Linked DNA regions of Columba livia: region 2 is linked to region 1. A link is a contact called in public Hi-C data. All regions are on one chromosome and are shown on one strand. Each heading gives the region's core, a stretch centred on a gene start, on an enhancer-like site or on the middle of the called end of the contact. The rest is flanking DNA. Distances are from core to core; before and after follow the strand shown.

Evidence for each region. A called contact is a pair of places that touch in the nucleus more often than the background predicts.
Region 2: a contact with region 1 is called in a Hi-C map of crop, with 4 times the contacts expected there. The contact joins the promoter of FAT4 here to the enhancer-like site in region 1. A contact is called at or near these places in 2 of 2 Hi-C or Micro-C datasets (crop and liver).

The regions. Positions count from the first base shown.
Region 1 is chr4:64,546,684-64,550,644 of bColLiv1.pat.W.v2, reverse strand. No RefSeq gene overlaps it. Among named protein-coding and RNA genes, the nearest start is that of INTU, 360 kb to the right of the region's middle. Within about 2 kb of position 1,849, at least 1 of the 3 cell types and tissues checked has an H3K27ac peak away from gene starts, as active enhancers do.
Region 2 is chr4:65,124,565-65,128,525 of bColLiv1.pat.W.v2, reverse strand. It overlaps FAT4 (FAT atypical cadherin 4), which reads left to right and starts at 2,220. Exons shown (of 17, transcript XM_021292324.2): 1 at 2,220-3,961. The coding sequence starts at 2,374.

The DNA.
Region 1 (3,961 bases), core at 600-3,099:
AAAGTGAGACAGGATACCTGTTTCCTCTCCCAAAGATTGTAAGAAACATCTGGCCCAGTAACTGAAATTTTTTAGAAAGCTTTTTAAATTAGAGTTCTGATGCCAAAAGCATTTAGTATTACAGGCTATTATATTTAAAACATGTTGTTTTAAGACAGTAGCTTCCTGCTGTGACAATGGGAGTCCTCTGGCTGAGTGATTTCAAGCCTACAGGAGAACTGAATCAACTCTGGCAAGTTCAGCCTCAGAAGAAAACAGTTTCTCCAGGCTCTTTAAGTCTCTATTTTAAGCAGATCTAGGCCTTAATGAGCATTTTCTTGTGGTGGTGTTTGAGCAGTGTTGTTGTTGTTATAGAAACTTGTAGATATTTATTGCTGGTTTTGACATATTTGCAGTTTCCCAGTTACAGGATCATGCATTGCAGCTGCATATGGCAGAAGTTTATTCAGAAGCAAATTCTTTGTTACTAATAGCTCAGATTATAAGAAACCCCCACTTGTCATAATTTTCTAATTTTTCCTACAGCTGCTGATGGTCTATGAAAAAAGCATGAACACTGAAAATCAGTTTTAAAGTTTTATGTGTTGAAGTCTGACCAGTGCATAATGACTATGAGCTTTATCACAGAAGTCCGGGAGCCCAGCTGCCACTTCCCACTAAGCCAGTGCTCCCTGGGGACCCCAGCTGACTGATGGCAACCAAGGGAAGCCATCAGTCACTGCTGAAATCTGGCCAGTTTCCCTAATTCCCCCAACCTCACAGTTATCATGGGGTCTCTCTTGTTCCTCGGCTAATCAGGGTTTTACCACAGCATCTGTTTCTCAAGCTTTGAACCTCACCTGTGGAGAGCCGAATTTTTCTCCCACTTACACCCTTAAAATCAAAGCCATTCTGGATTTGGAAAGGGGAGCACATCTGCAGAATGTCTCCATTTAGTTTTTGGTGGTAATAATACGAAATGGGAGAGATCAGGTAAGAATGTCCAGGATCTAATCAAAAGTATAAGATGTCTTCATAGTCATTCAAAGGCCTAAGGCCATTTCTGAGCAATTTATTTGCAATCATTTAGGTGATTACATTTTTGGCCCTCTTTGGTTTTCACTCATCTGTTTACTTAACTGCGTGTTACTGATTAAAGGAGTCTATCCTATCACATATTACTCCTTGGTGAGCTTATCTTCATGAAATAGAAACTTTTTCTAGAGATAACAACAACTATAAGAAAACATAGTACTGATGGTTTTAGCTTACCCCCTTGGGCACGATGAATACTGAATATGTTCACTGCCATTGCAGGCACTGTGTGGGAAAAAGAATGCAAAAGGAATTTTGAGTGTGACCCTGGGAATGATGCCACAAATCATGTGCTCTCGAACATGTAAAGTGAGGACATTCTTCAAGAATAATCAAATCCATGAATGTTCAAACAGTCATAGCTCCAATCACAATTAGATTTCTGAAAGCACAAGGCCTCAAGCTCTGAGGCAGAAAAACCTCCAAATATTTGAGACTCAAGAAGAGCTCTTGAAAGCTGTAATAATTTTCTAGCATTTTGAAGGTGGGAATATGCCTTTTGACTACATCTCATTCTTCAGACAAAGGCTGTCTTCATGCATATTTGTTCAGCACTACTGTAAGGCAGCTTACAATAGCACAAAGGACAAGTTCTCATTTACAAATTGCTCAAGACAAATACAGATGGAGAGGGCATCAGTGTAGTCTTGCAAGAGGCAGCTGTATCGCTTACCAACAGCAAGAGACTTTGAGATTCACAGGCTCTTAAAAGGCTGTTGCTAACTGCTGTTTTACTTTCTTTTTACAAGCATAACAATGTGGGAGATGATGCTGCTGAAGAATCATGGTTAATTCCTTTTTTCATTAAGTCCTGCCTAGCTGAGGCAAGACCAGCTGTTTCAGAATAAACCAGGGGCAAACGTAAGCTGTTCTGCATGAAGCTTTAAAGGGCACTTCAGTCATCCTTTCACAGCAATCCAACCAGTATGATATTTCAACAACCTCCATTGAGTGAAATAGCTTAAAGTTTTCTTCCTTATCCTGCCTACAAGGAATAAATGGATGTGGAAAATGCAGATATCAGTCCTAGTTGAAGGGGGAAGCCCCAGCTTGCCCTATACTTATTATCTCAATTTCAGAGATATCATACTGTTGCTTATCTCCTCCAGCATCCAAGAAGAGTTTGGCTAGTGGTCTGCTCATTTATGGACCCATCATCTCTGTTTTTGCACAGCTCTCCAATCCTTTTTAGCTTCACTCAGCACCCTCTCACCTGACTCCTACAAATGTTGTGCAAAATGAAGCTACCACAGGGCAGTGAGTTAGGAGAACTACCATGGTGATGTTCACTTTTCCTCTTGCAAGGGAAGTCTCTGCAAGTACAGAGTGCTCTTTCCATATTCACAGTTTCTAGAAGGATAATGGTTTACATAATTGGATACCTCAATAGTTTTTATAGGTGTTGACAGAAAGATTCTTCCCTTTACAATAATATATATAATTGCTCACTTCTGGATTCAGCTGCAGAAAAATGGATGGGTGCCGACACCCATTTTTCATTATTTGTGTTCATGCCAGAATGTGTCTGTGGCTGAGCCTGGCTATGTAGGATTGACTGATATTGGCTATTACTCGACAGTTAGGGTAGACCAGGACAAATCACATGAAGCATCTTGCCATTTCACTACAACTAAAACTTATTGGAACCAGAACCAGTGCTGTATTAATGAATCCATATTTTTAATATTGTGGTATTGGAACAGACAACTTCCAGAAGAGGAAATGGGAAGCCAGCCATCAACCTCAATAAGACAGGGGAAGAAGTAAGTTTTCTGGAGAATCCTAATGAGGACACTGAAACAGTGGTCTATCAACAAGAAGATCTGCCAGTAGACAAAAAATAGCGAGGGCAAGACAAAAGGAGAAGGAAGTTTCAGGAGCATTTCCACCAGATTCCAAACTTCTTTTATTTTCTTCAACTAAGTGCAAGTGACAATTTTTTGCACAGAAAAATGAAATTCTTCCTCCCTCACAAATACCAAGTACGAATCCCTGGTTAGAAACATTTATTAATGCTCTTTTATGGGTACTTTGCAAAGAGACAATGAGAACTGAATACTCCAGACATGTGAACTGCAGACATGAACAGTACTTGTGTTACAAACAGCTAAAAATCTAAAAATCAGAAGGTAGGACAGCTATAAACTGCTGATTTTGTAACTATTTGAAGCTATTCATAAACCAGTTATTAATCATTTGTTAAACCCTAAGGTATGTTTACACTGCATATTTTCATTAATAAAGCTGTATAGTTCCTATGGCCCCAGCAATCAAAATTATTCCTCTTAAAATTAGGGTGCAGAGAAGAAGAGGTAGAGAATCACTCCATGAAGTACCCACAATGTGTGACATTAGAAAACAACCACTTTGAGAAAGCTACTGCCACACCATTATTACCTAGAAAAAGACATGTACAAAAACAGAGGAAAAGGGACAACACCTAATCTATACAGTCTGTCGGAAAATCATAAGACCTGCGTGTTGGCAGGCTGTCAAGCAGACAGAAGGGAGGAAGAGGAAGGGGCCAATTCCTGAGATAAGAAGCTTTCTAATATGAAAACCCCATAACCTGCCATGGAAAGCTTCACCTCAGGAACATCCAGTTGTACGTCCCAAAACTTAGTATGGGGTGAGAGGTTGTGTCTTAGATAACAGGTCCCAGACATGCTAGGATTGAAAGATAATCACCAACAGCTTGAGTTGCACTTGGATGAGAACAGGAAACTAGTGCAGAAACATGAGCACAAGCATTATCCTCTCTCAGAAGCTCACCTCACAGATGGGAGCACTCTCTAATAGCTGTAAATTCCTCAAAGATTGTCTTTAATTAAAGCCTAACCTTGCCATGAGAGGGCTAGATGACTATTACACACTCCGCAGGAGTAAT
Region 2 (3,961 bases), core at 971-3,470, 580 kb before region 1:
TATTTTTTTCTTTGCAGATACAGTATTATTGGTCTTTTTTCTGCTGATTCTAAGCACCTCATCTAAACTGGGTGCATTTTTTAAAGACAAAGAAGTCACCTAGATACACAGGGCCGCCTTTTGAGAAGACCTACTGAACTGCTCACTGCAGGCAAGGGTCGCTGCACGCCTGTAGATGGAGTTAAATATCAAAGAACTGGTGCAGACTGTAACAGCATTATGGGATCCAGGCAGTCAGACAGAACCAACCATCCCCTTTCAGTTGTCATGTCTGTTTACTGTCCAGCTTCTTGCAAGAATAAAATTGCTATCTCCTACTGAACTCACTAGTGCAGCGAAAGCAGAGCACTTTGAGGCGAAAAAGTCCTTCTCCAAGTCAGTAGCAGACACTGGAAAGTGCAGAGCTAAATACAGGCTGAGGACTGCTGTGTCTGAGAGGAAAGGTCCCGGGAGATAACAGCGGTGACACGGGGTGGCCATGCAGGTAGGAGTGCTGGGCAACAGGCTGCCTGACCACACTGACCCTCCCAGCTGGCTGCGGTGCCCACCAGCCTGTAGCCCATGGGCATGTAGCTCCCCAGGCTGCTGGCTGCCAAATCCATCCTCTAAAGGAAACAGGGATTTGTCGGAGTTAATGGCCCGAAGTACCTCTTTGCATTAGATGACAATACCATCCAGGGACAGGAACCACCACTTCTTCCTTGCTAACTGCTTCCAGACAAGACTTCTGCTAATGTTTATTTGAGCTCCATTTTTTCATCATATCCAGGGGAACAGGGGAGAAAAAAGCACCTTTGACACCTTATCCTCACAGTAATGGATAGTGCTCTTCTCACAACTCCACATTACTCATACCATCTCCTTATTTCTTTTCCCCTAACGTCTCTCTTTTCTTATTTTTCCATGTTGAAAAATCCACTGCCAGGTTCATGAACTACAGCAGAAGGAAGGGCCACTAAACTCCCTATTTGATGGTTTGTTACGTGGCTATGATATATTTACTTTGCCAGCTCGATTGTTGCCTACAGGTTGGTTGACCACCATGTTTACATCCCTGCTTACGTTTAATGGTTGGTGAATTCAAAATTAGACTTTTGCTTCTACCAGGACTGCTGGCTTTGGGGACATCCCTACCCTTATGCTTGGCAGTGACTGCAGGCAGACAGGGTCAGGGCTTTTGGCTGACTTAAAGGCACTGCTTTTTCCGGATGAAAGAAAGCGCTGGCTCTTGGTCGGGAGGGTATCTCACCGAGACCACAGGATGCAGTTTTCATGGGATGCTTCTGCACCCGAATGATGCTTCACCTCTCCCACCAGGGCAGCGGAGGGGCAGCGAGGACCCCCCCCAGCCCCTCCGGCGGCCGGTTGCGGGGCCGAGCGGCGGGGTGCGGGGCAGCAGAGGGCGCTCCCGGCCCGCGCTTGGAGCACGGCGGCCGGGCTGGCGGGGGCGGCGGGTTCCGCGCTGCCCCGCACCGCGCCGCCGTTTGGGCTACGTGTACTTGGAAGTTTATCGCGGCACAGCGGAGCATCTTCCCGTGGATAAAACGCCTCGGCCGCCGCGCAGCCCCTGATTTCCTGCAAGATCTGCTTTAAAAATAAGACGCAGCTCCCGCCGCCACGTCCCTCGGTGTGGAGGGGCAGGAGCGCAGCCGCTACGCCCCAGCCCGACCGAAGGGTCTCCGCCGCCCCGACTCTCCCCCAGTCCAAGCCAACAGCGAACGCCTTTCGGCGTGGAGCTTCGTCTCGCTCCCGAGCCGACCGGACGGGCGACCTCCCCCGGCGGCCGCCTCCCGGTGCGCTGGGGCCGGGACAGACCCCAGGTGCCCAGGGGCCCCCGCCGGGCGGCCGGGGCGGGGCGGTGGGCGGGACGGCGGTGGGCGGAGCGGCCAATGGGAGGCCGGGGGGTAGCCTGTCCCGGGCGTCAAGAGGGAAGGGATCAATGAGCGCCGGGCAAAGTTGGGGCCGGGCGGCGGCGAGCGCCGCGGCCGTGGATTACAAACCCGGCGGCGCCTCGCGTAGCCGCTGAGCGCCCGGGCATGGTGGCGGGGCGGCGGCTGCTGAGGCGCGACGGAGCGCGGGGTCCCCGGCGGTAGCGGCGGCTGTTGAGCGGCGATGCGGAGCGGCGCCCCCGGCCGTCCCCCAGCCCCGGAGCGGCGGCGGCGGGAGGAGCAGCAGCGGCTGCAGCAACAGCAGCAGAGCGTCCCGTGAGCGCGGCGCGCCGGCGGGTCTGCCCCCGTCCGCGGCGGGGCAGGGGGAGCGGAGCCTCCGCGGGTGAGGAGGGAGGGAAGGGGCCGGGAGCGGTCGGGGCGTCTGTCGGGGGGAGGCGGACCCCCGGGGGTCCCCGCTCCGGGGCGCTGCCCCCACCGGGGCGCCATGGGCCGTCCCCCCGCCACCCGCGGGGCTCCGTCTCTGCTTCTGCTGTCGCTGCTGCTGCTGCCGCTGGGCGCCGCCGCGGAGCCCCGCCAGGTCTTCCAGGTGCTGGAGGAGCAGCCGCCCGGCACCTGGGTGGGCACCATCGCCACCCGCCCCGGCTTCACCTACCGCCTGAGCGAGCACCACGCCCTCTTCTCCATCAACGCCACCTCGGGTGCGCTGCACACCCGTGCCACCATCGACCGCGAAAGCCTGGCCAGCGATGTGGTGGACCTGGTGGTGCTCTCCAGCCAGCCCACCTACCCCAGTGAGGTGCGGGTCCTGGTGCTCGACCTCAACGACAATGCGCCTGTCTTCCCCGACCCCTCTATCGTGGTGACTTTCAAGGAGGACACGGGCAGCGGGCGCCAGCTTATCCTGGACACAGCCACTGATGCTGACAGCGGCACTAACGGTGTGGACCACAGCTCCTATCGCATTGTGGCTGGCAATGAGGAGGGGTGTTTCCGGCTCAACATCACCCTCAACCCCAGTGGTGAAGGGGCTTTCTTACACCTGGTTTCCCGGGGTGGACTGGACCGGGAGGCTACCCCCACCTACCAGCTATTGGTGCAAGTGGAGGACAAGGGCGAGCCCCGTCGGCGAGGGTACCTGCAAGTCAATGTCACTGTCCAGGACATCAATGACAACCCACCCATATTCAGCCAGACTCTTTACCAGGCAAGAGTGCCTGAGGATGCGCCTGTGGGGGCCAGTGTTCTCCAGGTGGCAGCAGCGGATGCTGATGAAGGCACCAATGCTGACATCCGCTACCGCCTGGAAGGAGGTGATGGTGGCGGTGGTGGGGAGGGGGCTGGCAGCCTCCCATTTGAGGTGGACCCTGAGAGTGGAGTGATCCGCATCCGGGAGTGCCTGGACTATGAGATGCGGCAGCAGTACTCGCTGACGGTGCAGGCAATGGACCGAGGTGTGCCGGCGTTGAGCGGCCGAGCTGAGGCCCTCATCCGCCTGCTTGACGTCAATGACAACGAGCCCCGGGTGAAGTTTCGCTATTTCCCAGCCACCTCCCGCTTTGCCTCCGTGGATGAGAATGCAGCTCCTGGTACCGTGGTGGCCCTGCTGACGGTGAGCGATGCTGACTCCCCTGCAGCCAACGGGAACATCTCTGTATCAATCCTGGCGGGAAATGAGCAGCGGCACTTTGAGGTGCACAGCAGTAAGGTACCCAACCTCAGCCTTATAAAGGTAGCAGCCGCATTGGACCGGGAGCGCATCCCAGCCTATAACCTTACAGTGGCAGTGGCTGATAACTATGGGGCCCCGCCTCCAGGATCCCCCACTTCTGCCTTTTCCCCTGATGGGGCGGTGGCAGCTCCTGTGAGCCGCTCATCGGTAGCTAGTTTGGTGATCTTTGTGAATGACATCAACGACCACCCCCCTGTCTTTGGACAGTCAGTCTACAGGGTGAATATCAGTGAGGAGGTACCCCTGGGCAGCTACGTGAGAGGCCTGAGTGCCACGGACCGTGACTCGGGCCTCAATGCCAACCTCAAATACAGCATCGTCTCAGGCAACGAGCTTGGCTGGT